Linked DNA regions of Pelodiscus sinensis: region 1 is linked to region 2. A link is a contact called in public Hi-C data. All regions are on one chromosome and are shown on one strand. The core of a region is the stretch at or near the end of the contact, and the rest is flanking DNA. Distances in the headings are between cores, read along the strand shown.

Region 1 (6,739 bases), core at 334-2,833, 420 kb before region 2:
GTGACCATATTGTTATTACAGTTTTTATACATTCAACTGTGATTTGAATAATGAACTATGTATAATATTCAAATTAATAAATGAAAACTCCACAAAATATCTGTAGGTATATGCTCAAATCACAATCCTCTTACCCAATATTTTAAAAGTGGGGTCAGAAAACCTAAAACTTCCCTTTATGGAAGGTACTGGCTTTTTAACAGATTGTTCCTGTACTAACAGACCAGCACTGAATAATAAGATGTGCACTATTGAAAAAAAAAATCAACATACAGCCTCTACTACCCATAAAGATTAGGCTTAAGATAGCAAACTATGAACATTTAGTTGTGTAATGGGAAAACAATAGTTTTTGTTAGATTAGTTGAAAACTTAATCAAGGAGACTGCACCAAACTCAGCTACCACTGTCTTTGACCTGGGTGCGCTCAAGGATGGGCATTTGAACTAGGGATGTCAACTAGCAATTAATTTACTAGTCAAGTAGTCGATGAATTCTCCATTGACTACTCAACTTGGCACTTCAGCATTCCGCCTTTGAAAAAGTTGGACCACCGCATGGAGCCCAGGGCCAGCGGGAAGTTTCACTGACTCTGGGCTCCAAGCAGGCACTTCCCGCTGGGGACTCTTGTACATTTCAAAGTTGGTGGAGCCCAGGGTCAACTTCCCAAGTGATGCTGGGCTCAGTATGGTGCTGCCGCTTTGTGATACCACCACAGCCTTTCAAAGTGACAGTGCCACAGGGTCCATGCGGCTCCACTGCTTCAAACTACCCCTCTCTTCTCCCCCTGTTGTTGCCTCTATCTGATAGAGGTAGCAAGGGGGTGGGGGGAGCAACTAGTTGGATTTGCTTACCGGATAGTCGACTAGTCGTTCACATCCCTAGTTTGAATGTGCTGCCTCTACCACCAGCTTCCCAACATCCACACAGCGCTTGCCGTTACTCGCATCCCCTCTTGCGGGGGCGGGTTAGACAAGCGACCCCCCCCCCCAGGTCCAGGCTACGACAAAGCCCCGGCAAGTAACAGCAGCGGAGACACGTTTCTATTTCCCAGCTCGGGGAGGGGGAGGGGGGGCTGGTTCTCTGCCCCCCGCCGCTCACCCACCCAGCGCTTCCGCAGGGACGCGCATCCCGCCCCGCTGCGCCCTCAGGCCCCGACGGGGGCGACGGTTCCCCCCCCAGGGCCGCGCGCGGCGTTACCAGCAGGAGCGTGAAGCCTTCAAAGCTGGCGGGCGCGGAGCCACCGCAGGGCACAAACATCGCGCCGGGAGCGTTCAGCGCTGGGTGCGCGCGACTCGCCTCCGCCAGGGTCCTTCCGCTCTGCGGCGCATTTGCCTGACGCCTAAGCGGGGGCTGATGTGTGAGGGGGGAGTTAGGCGTCCTCTGTAACCGCCTGTCCCCGTAGGGCTCCTCGGCAGGACGTCCTCTGATGCGTAACTGGAGCCCCTGACAGGGGGGGCGGCCGGCCCGTTTCTCGGCCCCGGGCTGGAGGAGGGTCCGGGCTTCCAATCAGGCGTCTGAGCAGGGCGCCCTCGCGCTCTGGCGGGACGCTTGTTCGAAAAGCGGTTGGGGCGGAGCGCGCGGTTGCGGAGCGCAGTGGGCGGGGCTGGGGGGAGGGGGCACCGGCTCTGGGTGTTGGGGGTTCGCCATGGCGCTGCCTCCGGAGAAAGCTTCGGAGCTGAAGCAGATCATCCGCCAGCAGCTGGCCAGGGTGAGGGGCAGGAAGTGCGCGCGCCGGCTCGGCCGGGGCTTTACCCTGCGCGCGGAGGGCTCGTGCCGGCTTCACTGTGGGGGGCGGGCTGGTGTCTGCTCGCGCCGCTCGTGTGAGAAGCAGCGGGGCTGAGGCGCTCGGACCGACGTTATAGTGCCCCCCCCCTCCCCCCCCCCAGCCTGCAGGCACAATGGGGGCAGCTGCGTCCCGGGGCTCGTATCCCCGCAGCTCGGGCGTTCTCTGCCTTTTCCCTGTCGGCGCGAGTTACCCGCCAAGGGTCCCGCCACTTCTCCCACCCGCCCCATCAGTTGTATGTGCCCCGAGGCAAGTGCGGCTGCGCACCACCGCTCGCCACACATCCCGCTGGCTGAGGGGGGCTCTGCTAACCAGCTGGCCGGCCTTTGAATCTTTACAGCGCACACACTTGTCCAGGCAGTGCTGGCTGCTGCCTGTGGGGAAGACAGAGGGTTGGATTTTTCATTATCTCTACCTTTGAGTCTTTGATTGGGACATCGCAAGCCATCCATGACTTGTGCCAATGAGTGCTGGCAGCTTTTCCATTGGCCTGTGTGATAGTCCTGTGGAAACCTTGGCTCTCAGTGCGGAGAGAGGGAGTGAACTGAGGTGGTGTAACCCTTCTGTAGGTAGCACTTGGCAGTCAGAAGGGCCAGTTCAGTATCTAGGGAGTTCTTTCAACAATGTACCCACACTGGCTCAAGCCAGTAAACCTACCCACTGGGTGCCTTTAAAGGTAATTCTTCTCTCTCAAGCACTGGGTCGGAGACAGAAACAGTCTATTTAATGACAGCAATGTAACATTAATCCACAGAAACACACACAAACAAAACCCAGAAGCAAGATACGGTCCCGAGATCTTTAATCTACCCTCCAACTCATATAGTGTGCTTTCCCCCCACTTCAAACACCCTGCTCATGGCTCTGTCCAGTCAATGCAGACCCAGAGCTTATAGGTACATCATCATGTTGTCTCCCCTCCTTGAGGATGTGGCAATGCCGCTCACTTCCTGCTCCTGCCAGCCGCTCCACCAGTTACCTGCTGGCCGCTCCCTCCAACAGCCTTGTGGTAGATTTGGCTTTGGGCCAAACCTTTGTGATTTCAGCTGCTCAGTGATTTTAACGCTTGGCCAAAAGCACAGTCTAGCCAAAAAATTCCAGCATCCGCTGGAATACATTTTAAAATCAAAAAGAGACTCTTTATGGACTCTGCAAAAGCGACGAGGAGTCCTGTGGCACCTTATAGACTAACTGAAGTGTAGGAGCATAAGCTTTCGTGGGCAAAGACCCACTTCGTCAGATGCATGCATCTGACGAAGTGGGTCTTTGCCCACGAAAGCTTATGCTCCTACACTTCAGTTAGTCTATAAGGTGCCACAGGACTCCTCGTCGCTTTTGCAGATTCAGACTAACACGGCTACCCCTCTGATACTTGACTTTATGGACTCTGTTCTACTTCTTACATTAGACCGGATTTGGGGAGGAGGGGGACAAAACAGGTTGAACCAGTCTTACAGCTCACGCCTGGAGTGCATGCAGCCTGCTGATTCAGAGTTCTGCCCTCCTCCCAGTTGACTTTCCAGAGTTTTGGCAGAGAAAGCCTTATTCTTTACACTGATAGTCTCTCTCCTTTAAACTGAGTGAAACACAGTATGACTTTTCTGCATTCCCCCAATAACTGCAAGCATTGGTGGTCATATCTTACAATTCCTGCATTTAGGGTCAACAGAGTTTGTGGCTCCACAACAATGGGCAAAACACCATTCTAACTGTTGAATATCTAGTAGGTCTAAGCAAACTGAGCGAACTATTTTTACCTAACCACACCCAGGATTTCTTTCCCATTCCAGCTGGCTGTAATGGAAGCATTGATTCAAACCCTGCCTACAGGGGATTAGTCCAGAGTGGCCAAGAAATTGTACTCCTGGCCACAAGCAGTATCTAGCATAACCTGACCGTGGCTGGAACTATGCCTACCAAAATTGAGAGACCCACATATTGGTTGGGGTTGATTTCAGAGAATCACCAACAAGGCTGAGCATGATGTTGAGTTCAGTGCCTACCCACTGAAGCTTTGCACCAGACTGGCACATTTTTGCTGATGCCAAGACAAGAGCATATAGTGATGTTCGAAGCATGCATTCATCACATCTCCACAATGTGCTAATGAGCTTCTGGATGATGTTAACCTTCTTCTTTATCTTCTTTGTGATATTATCAAGATGTTGGCAATAGTTCAGCATCCAGTTGAGTTTAATGCCATGGGTTGTAGTCATGTAGTATAGGCAGATCTCAAAAGTCCACTTTCAGTGGCATTTGGTTTCTTGTGTGTTCATGTGGAAGGCAGAGACAAGTGTTGTCAAAGCGTTCGGTTTCAGTCACCAAGTTTTGACATGTCTCGCATATTTGGAGGTGATTGTTCAATATTGTTTGCAAGGATGAATTTATGGGATGATGTGACCAGATTCTCACTAGGGATGTTAAATATCAGTCAATAAGGGGGTCGGAGCGATCCTGCAGTGGGGTTGGCTCCCGGGGGCAGTGCTAGCCGGGACTGAACAGTCCCATCTCATGGTGCCACCGGGACCACTACAGCTCAGCCTTCCCTGCTTCCACCCCCGCACTGTGTAGATGGTGCTGAGGGGAACTGGCTTTTAAGCCGACTCCCCCCAGCACTGGCTCCTGCTTCCCCCCCTTGCTGCCTCTGATACAGAGACAGCAGAGGGAGACTAGTTAAGTAGTCACTCAACTACCTGATAAGCCTGTGCTTATCAGGTAGTCAGCTACGCAACTAGAAGCTTTCATCTCTAATTATCACTGGTATACAATAGGAATGTAAAATCCCATTTAATTAGTTAACAGGTTAAAAATGTTTAACCAGTTGTTAATGGATTATGGTGAGGGATGGGCGGGGGACTGCGGATACCCGGACAGAGCAGCTCCTGTTCATGGCAGGCCCTCAGTGGGGCTGGAGCAGCCCCTTGCCCATGGCAGGTGGAGATCTGTTCCAGGCCCCACTGGTTAACTTTAACCAATAAGCCTCACCTGTTAAGGGTGAAGCTTATCAGTTAACTGGTTAAACATTTACATCACTAATGGTCAGGCAGAAAGTCTGCGATGAAACCAGCAACAGAATCCAGATTTCATGAATTCCAGCCTAGTCTCTTAAATACAAGACAGTTCTTGTAGGGCAGAATTCTGTGCGGGCAGAACTCTGGAGTTTGAGACACAAAATAATACAAAAGCCTGGATAAGGATTTCAAGACGGGTAGATTTGCAGATATGAGAGAGAGACATTGTTCAAGGTCCGAAATGCTGCCAAAATAATGGACAGTGAATCCAAGTAGTTGAGGCCTACTCTGCACTTATTTTACCAGTATAGTTTTGGAAGGTGAGGTTTGGGTGGGCAGTTATGGCAGTAATTACTTGGATTCACTGTCCATTATTAAACCATTATTAATCTAGTATAGTTATTTCCTTAAATGGGAATAACTATAACCACACTGAGCATCTTTTTCTGGTAGAACTGCTGCCATGTTAGAAGGGGATAAAGCTTTAACTCAGTGAGGGAGAACCTAGGATAGTGAATGGGCTGCATGAGTAGCCCTCCATCTCAGTGGGCCATAAGATTGTCATTAAAAAAAAGGTTTCCGAAGATAGTGTAGTTTTGTTAACTATACTTGTGTGCCTAGAATTTGTGTGTGTGGGGGGGGGGGGGTCGATTTAAACCATACCAGCACTTTGAATGCAGAGGAAGCACCTGGCTCTCATAATGTTGTGTGCGCAACCAGCACACACCTCATTTCATGTACCCTTTAAGTGCATGTCACTTGCAGTACTGGTAAGAGAAAAAAATGTGAACGAAAACCAGCAGAATCTGCAACCCTAGGCATGGACAATGGTAAACTAAATGTCTTGTGGGGCAAACATAGAACTCCAATGGGCCACATTCAGCCCTCAGGCCACAGGTTGCCCACCACTGCTTTAATTATAACATATAGTTGGTGCCTGAGTCAAGGTGGTGAATAGAGATGAGTCTGGAAATTCTGCTTTTGCTCAGAAGTACTTCCATCTTGAGACAGTCATCTAAAAGAAATATAGATAAAGCTGCATGTTAATTTAATGTGGAGGGGGTGAACAGAGGAGAGTTGTTAAAGGGGTCAGTGAGAGAGAACCTAGGCTAGTAAGTGGGCAGGAAAAAATAGTACTTTGAAAATGCTCACGATTGGAGAGCCATGTGCAGCCCAGTTTTTCTCCCGGGCCCCATCTCAAGGCCCTTGGCATTGTTTCAGTGTAAATTCTTTCTCCTGTGTTCTTCTGAGGCTTGGGCAAAACAGTTTTGAGGAGGGAAAAAAACCAAATCAATCAATTGGTGACACCAGTAACAGCGGTAGCATATAAAATGATGGGGTCTAAATTAGTTATCACTCAAGAAAGTGATCTTAACGTAAGTGTGGATAGTACTCTAAAAAATTTGCTCAGTGTGCAGCAGCTGTCAGAACAGCTAATAGAAAATGAACCATCAGGAAAGGGAAAAAGAAAAAAAAATAACATCAATGTGCATTACTTTGCTTTTCATGAGTGAATTTCATTTGCCAATTGCCCAGCCATACAGTTTTTGTGTTCTCTTCTCAGTCAGCTTTGGACTTGTTTCCTTGAGAAATTTTGTATAATCTGAAAACTTGTCCACTTCACTGTTTACCCTTTTTCCATGTTATTTACAAATATGTTGAACAGCACAGGTCCCAGAACAGATTATTGGGGCACTCTTTTATTACTTGTCTCCATTGTGAGAATGGAACATTTGTTCCTACACTTTACTTATCTTTTAGCCACTTACTGCCCTCCCCTCTCCCCCAGCCCCAATCCCGGCGGCTTTATCCGCCGGTGCCGGCTCCCCTGGCTGTATCCAGCGCTGGGCATTCTGTGTCAGTGCGCACGGCCTTCTCCCTGGGTCCTAGCGTCTGCCGGATCTAGCCCTGCTGCCTAGGAGCATGCCCGTCACACAAATGA
Region 2 (6,565 bases), core at 3,249-5,748:
GCTCGATATCTAGTTGATCGTACTTGCCCTCTTAACTAATTTCTGATCTTTTATTTTACACGTTGCCTTTTTTGCAATGGTTGCACCAGGCACACACTGATAGAAGCATTTTGCATGACAGTATAGTTTATCATTTATTATTCTTTCTGAGAACAGACATAATTGAAGTACTTTATGTACCTTGTTTAGTAAATGAGAAATAAAGCAAAACAACACATTGTTGAGATCCAGTCCTGCCCCATGCTGGAGATAATGGCAAAACTCTCATTGTGTCCAAAGACAGAAGAATCTGGTCTTTATAGTGGTTTTTGTTGCAGCAACTGGGTCTGGACACAAGATAGGAGAAGAGAGTGTAGTTCTTCTGAAAAGGTGCTGGATTGGAAACCCTAGGAATAGAAGTAATTTATCTGCAGAAGAGCCACATCACTGCCAGCAGTAGTAAAATCTCTCCAGACTGCTCTGCCTCTCCTAAGTACCACCTTTTCCTCTTCCCATCTCTCCAGTTAATTGTTATTATTTTGCTGCTGCAGATTTTAAATTGACAGGAATGTAGGCACTGCTATGTTGGATCAGACCAAATGTCTTTCTTAACTATTGTGACTCTGACAGTGGCCTATAAAAGCTGCATCTGAGAGCTGGGCTGCAGTAAATGGTTATGAGATAACTTGCCCTCAGGGCAAGTTTCCAGGTACACATTGACCTAAGTCTTAAAACATTATGCTTTATATCTGCTCCAAAGTTCCTTTGTTTTTAATAGTTACTATTATAACTTTAAATATTATTCTTATACCTGAAAATGTCTACTTCCTTTTTGATTCTTGTGAAGCATAGGGTCGCAACAGTGTATTGTGGAAATGAGTTCCACAGTCTAATTTACATTGTGTGAACAACTATTGCCTTTTATAACTTTTGAGTTTTACAGATTTCAGTTTAATTAACTCTTCTTTCTTCTCATATGAGAGGATGAATAAAAATTACTCTTTTACCTTCTCTATACTCTCTAGGACATTTTTATTGCATTTGTTTTATTTGTCTCCTAAGATGAACATGTCAAGAGTATACATACACTAAGGAGCCTGTCTACATAGCTAGGTTGGAATATCCTCCCAAGTACAGATGCAGCCAACACTGACAGGTGTTTTTCTGTTGGTGTGAGACAGAGGTGGGCAAATTCCAGCCTGCGGGCCAGATCCAATCTGCAGGGTTAGTCCTTGGTGGGCCGTCACCTCTGTGTTTGGCTGAAGGGGTAGTAATGTAGAACATAAGATTCCCATGCCAGGGAAAGTCTATTTAAGCAGGTGGGGGGGGAGGCTATCAGGTGTTTGTCTTCAGCTGGTTTGGAAACAAAGAGAACTGGAGACCCAAATCAGAGTAAAAGATCATTTTTAACTTGAAGACTTGCCTGAAATAAGAACAGCTCTTTAGGATAAGAATCTGCTTATAGTAAGTTTTTTAGTGAATTAGAACTAGCTATGTGTTGTCTATTTATTTTAATTTAGTAACTTACTTTGATCTGTCTGTTTTCACTTGCAACAACTTAAAACCTCCAGTTTGTACTTAATAAGTACTTTATGAGTGTCTAACTGAAAATAAAAATCAGTGTAATTTGAAATATTTATTGGCACAGATATATTTTTTAATAGTAATGTATGCCCTGGAAATGAGAATGTTTTCCAGTTAAAACAAGGATCAGACATTCAACATTTGCTATGCACATAAACTTCTCAATATAAGCAAATATTTTTAACAGGATATACTAGTTTTGGGTGTTCCTGGTTTTGAATGAGCAAGCTGAGATACTTTGGGCCTGATTTTCAAAGGTGCACAGCTGCAGTTCCCACTGATTTCATTTTGGACACCCCAAAATTGAGCTACCCAAAATCAATATCCACTTTTGAAAATGTTGACTCTAGTGTGTGTGTGATGGGATTAAATGTCCTGCTATACTTGTCTAACCTCCAGTGTTTTGCAAGGGATTTAGAATTTGGGAGGGTTTTTTTAGGCCCTCAGGACTAGTGTTAGTTTAAGCAAATTAGGACCCTTTCTACAGACAAGGCTCAAAATCCAGTTATAACATTCTGGGATGCAGTCCAGACCAGTAAGAGATTGAGCCACAATCTACCCCATAAACATCCCAATGCCTCACAATGTTTTGCTGTTACAGCTCCCCCCCTGGGCCACTCAAACAGCCTAACACAGTGGTGGGCAACCTGCAGCTCATTGGAGTTCTATGTACAGTCCATAAGACATATTGTTTACTGTTGCCCATGCTTAGGGTTGCCAGATTCCACCCGTTTCCATCTATGTAGTTGTGAAGTGAAGTCATGCCACTTGGGGGAGTGCTGGAAGAGGTGGGCAGGGAGGGGTGGAGTAATGGTGGAGCAGTGGCAGGGAGAGGTAGGACCAATGCCTCCCCTTCTTTTCCTGCCACACATCACCTATAACTTGTCCTTTGTCTTTGACATATTAATTTACCCATTCCTCAGACTTGTCCAATAAATGTATTAATAATTTTAGCTTATGTTCAGAACTCTTAATATGTATTTAATACATACATTACACAAGAATACTGATGATCAATGTGTTTTTAAATGAGACCTTGCAAGGCATGCTTTGCCCAAAGGCTACATCTATACTGCAGGCTTTTTGTGCACGAACGGCTATTCTTGCGCAAAAACTTGTGGAGTGTCTACACTGCACACGCGTTCTTGCGCAAGTAAATTTACAGTAAAGCATCGGAACAGAGGGGTTCTTGCACAAGAGTTATTCCTCTCCCCATAAGGAATAAGCCCTCTTCCGCAAGATATCTTGCATAAGAAGTGTGGATAGGCAACAGGGGTTTCTTGCACAAGAAACCCTTGTGGCTAAAAAGACCATCAGAGCTTTCTTGCACAAGAGAGCATCTACACTGCCATAAACGCTCTTGCACAAAAGCACATCTCTTGTGCAAAAAGCACATGGCAGTGTGGACGTGCTCTTAAGCAAAAGGTCTTGCGCAAGAACTCTTGCGCAAAACAGTTCTTGTGCAAGTAGCCTGCAGTGCAGACACAGCCAAAGATTATTATTACTATCATGTGTAGGGGTGAATACAGGGGTGCTTTCGATCAAATCAGTGTTTAGTCTTCTTGCTCTGTCTTTTTCAAATTGCTCTGCCATGCCAGCTATGGAGATACAGGATTGAACACGGATATGTACAGGAAGTCCCCAACGTATGAATGGGTTGTGCTCCAAAAGTTCATTTTTAAGTCAGTTGTTTAGAACTTGGAACACATTTTCCCATAGAAACAATGTTATAAGTGGTAGTTAACTTCCCAGCTAGACCATAAAGAGCCTATTTAATCCATAATGTAGCTGAAATACTGTTTATTTGCAATGAAAAATAGTGGAAATAGCTTTTTATTCAACTTTAAATGCTGGTGTTTGAGGAAAGGCATGTTTAATTTAGAGGAGGATGAAGAGGTAGGTGGAGATTCTGAAGACGACTTCTGGGCATCAGCTCCCATGGGTTCTGCACTGGCTCTAGCAGCCAGCCCCATCACTGGTTGCTCCTGGCTGAACCCAGCCCCTGCTCATCAGGAGGCAGCAAGTGGTGCGAGTGCAGGCCAGAGGACGCTGGCGGAATGGGGCAGCCGTGCAACCAATGGTTGGAGAGAAGCGGCAGCTTCCTCTTCAAAGTAGAGTTTCTTTCCAGCCACCGGCTACGCAACTGTGCAGCGTGGCATGCTCCCGGTGGCACTGAGTGCTGTCTGTTGCCGTCTCTTCCAGGAACACAGAGCCAACCAGCCCCTCCCACCTTGTCCAAGGATCTGGTGTAGCTATTGGCACCCTTGTGCGCACATGCACGTGTGTGCGGTATTGGCATTGCCAACCCCACACATTCAGTGTGTGCATGTGCGCTTGTGTGCACGTCAACTCCATTCAGTATGAGCATGTGTGTCAACCCCAAGAATTCATGTGTGGGTATGCACACCTGCTTGTGTGCAGCATCCTTCAGTGGTGACTAGTGGAAGCCCTCGGGAGGTGCACTGTGCACCTGCCAAAATTGTAATTGCTAAAAGGGGGGGCCCCCCAAGCCTGCACTGCTCTGGGTGGCCCTCCCTGCACCCCTCCTCCGCAAGCCCCACTCGCCCCAGGGCAGTGTTGTACTGCTAACCCCAACCACCCAGGCGATCAGCGGGGCACAGCAAGTCCCGCTAGCAAACCCACGCTGCTGCGGTCTGAGCGCGCGCGCAGCGCTAAGACACGCGGCCCAGGCCCTGGAACAGAACGACTTAGGGTCGCCCGCGCCCAGCTGAGATCCCTGCCGGGCCCGCGAGAGGAACTAGCCCCCCCCCTTTGCTTCCGTCTCCATGGCACCCAGGAGGGGCCCTGAAGCAGCAGAGTCGCAGGTTAATGACATCACCCACACGCCGCCAGCCAGGGTACTTAGGTGCCCGAAGCCTGCCTGCCTGGAGCTGGGACACGCGGCCGTGATAATGGACTAATCCCCCGCCCCTGTGTCCTCATTCACTATTGGCATTGCGGCGCCCTCGTCCTTGCACCTGCACGCCCGGGAGAGGCACACAGGGAGGGAAAGCGAACGGGCGGGCAGGCAGGAGCCGTTGGAAGGGGGGAGGGCTCCCATAATCCCGGGCGTCGGTTGAACCGTTAGGGCCCAGCTACCGGGGTCTCGCGCCCGGCCCTGCTGCCCCCGGGCCTCTCTGGGCCCATGGAGCTGCCCGCAGTCCACAGGTGTCTCCAAGTGAGTGAGGCGCTGGGGCAGCTCCGAGGCGGGAGGCCCCGTTTGCCCCCATGCGGCGCCTCAGCAGCCGGCGGGCCGGGGCTGCCTCCTGTGAACGGTGGAGCTGCCCCCGGCTCCGGAAGAGGCTCCGCCGCGGCTGCCCCCTTGTGTCCGCAGCAGGCGGCTCGCGGCCCCGGTCCAGGGTGCGGGGTCCGGTGCTTGGTACAGAACTGCTGCCCCGTAGCGCTGCTCTGCGCATGCTCGGCAGCTCTGCTGAGGCCACTACCACCTATACATTGCTGCTGACTAATCCCCCAGGGGGTTAGCAACGGAGAAAGGAGGCTGAACAGAGCGGGGGTCGGCGGGGAACTGTCGGACTGTGCTACTTGCGGGAGCAGGATCTCACAGGAGCAGTTCCTTACGATTGTACCGGCCAGTGCAGTTCTGTAGAAACCTTACTAGTTTTAGCTGCCCCCCTTCCCTAGTTAACCACGTTGATATTGTTCTTTACAGCTGATGTACAGTAGGCACCCTGTTAGCTGCATTTCCAACAGCAGGATAAACCTAGGGATCTGTTTAAGGGCCAAGTCCATCATGCATGTATACAAGTCATTTTACTTGCCTAAATCCTGAGTGATCAAAGTAGTGAAATACATGCCTAACTTGGTCTCAGACTTAAGTGAAATTATTTCCATGCTAAAATTAGATGAGTAAATTTTTGAGAAATCCGTCTCTTAATTCGTCATTCAATTGGCTCCATAAGGGCTCGCTTCCATGGATATGACTAGGACCAGGCCCTTAGTTTGTAAGTATGTTTAGGATAAAAGGAGATGAACACATTAATTGCTCACTGTGACCACTTGGCATTTAAATTGTTAAATTATTTCTGTTGTTTTCATTATGTGTGTTTAGCTCTTGCATGTTTACAACATCTTAAACTACTCTCTTGCTGATTAGGAGATGAAGTGAATACTGTATAGTATCTAAATATAAACTTCTTAAGGTCTAGCTGTTACTATTTGGATTTACAATAGCCTAATTCATACCTCCCAATTTGAAGTGTACTTTTTTATTTTTAAAACTTATTTTATAATAACCTTATTATCCTGATCCTGCAAACATTTACTGCATCCTTAATTTTAGTTGCTTGAGTAATCTAGCTGATTTCAATGGGACAACTTATATGTAAAAATAATCAAAAACACAAGTGTCTTCAGAAATAAGCCTGATCAAGTTAGCAGTGTTGGCTGGGCAACAGTGCTGCAAAAAAGAATCTTTGGTTAATAGTGGATCACAAACTGAAAATGAGTCAACAGTGTGAAGTTGTTACCAAAAAGGCAAGTGTCTTTCTGGGACATATTAACAGGTGTGCCATCTGTGTGTCATGGCAGATAATTATTCTCTGTAACAGGCGTGCCATGTGAAAAATGGCAGGTAATAGTTCCCTGCTTGACACTGAAAAGGCCCTAGCTAGAGCACTACAGGTTGTACCTTCCTAAATGGGGATTCTCTTGTCCACCATGGATGTTCCTGGACCAGAGAGCCCAGGGGCAGGGAGGTCAGTGGTGGTCCAGGAGCCTTGGGACAGAGGGCTTAGGCAACCTGGGGAGTCCTGCGGTGCAGTGAGGAGCCCTACAGCAGCTGGTTCTGGCAGCATAAGGAGCCCCATAGCATAGGGCTCTGAAGGTGTGGGGAGATCTAGTGTCCCAACAGCAGGGGCTCAGGTGGTGTAGGGAGCCTTGTGGAGTGCCTAGGAGCCCTGAAGCAGGGAGCTCAAGTGGCTTGAAGGGCTCTAGCAGTGCAGCCAGGGGCATGGCAGGGGCCCAGGCAGTGGAAGAGCCCTGC

Evidence for each region. Hi-C and Micro-C count contacts between places; a contact is called where the count stands out from the background.
Region 1: a Hi-C map of blood shows a contact between it and region 2, with 6 times the contacts expected there. The contact joins the promoter of CEP76 here to the promoter of MPPE1 in region 2. A contact is called at or near these places in 2 of 5 Hi-C or Micro-C datasets (blood and an unstated tissue).

Annotation. Positions count from the first base shown.
Region 1 is chr2:87,529,033-87,535,771 of ASM4963464v1, reverse strand. It overlaps CEP76 (centrosomal protein 76), which reads left to right and starts at 1,583. Exons shown (of 11, transcript XM_075921003.1): 1 at 1,583-1,711. The coding sequence starts at 1,649. It overlaps PSMG2 (proteasome assembly chaperone 2), which reads right to left and starts at 1,389. Exons shown (of 7, transcript XM_075921008.1): 1 at 1,201-1,389. The coding sequence starts at 1,260.
Region 2 is chr2:87,110,674-87,117,238 of ASM4963464v1, reverse strand. It overlaps MPPE1 (metallophosphoesterase 1), which reads left to right and starts at 4,498. Exons shown (of 12, transcript XM_075920995.1): 1 at 4,498-4,741; 2 at 5,484-5,525.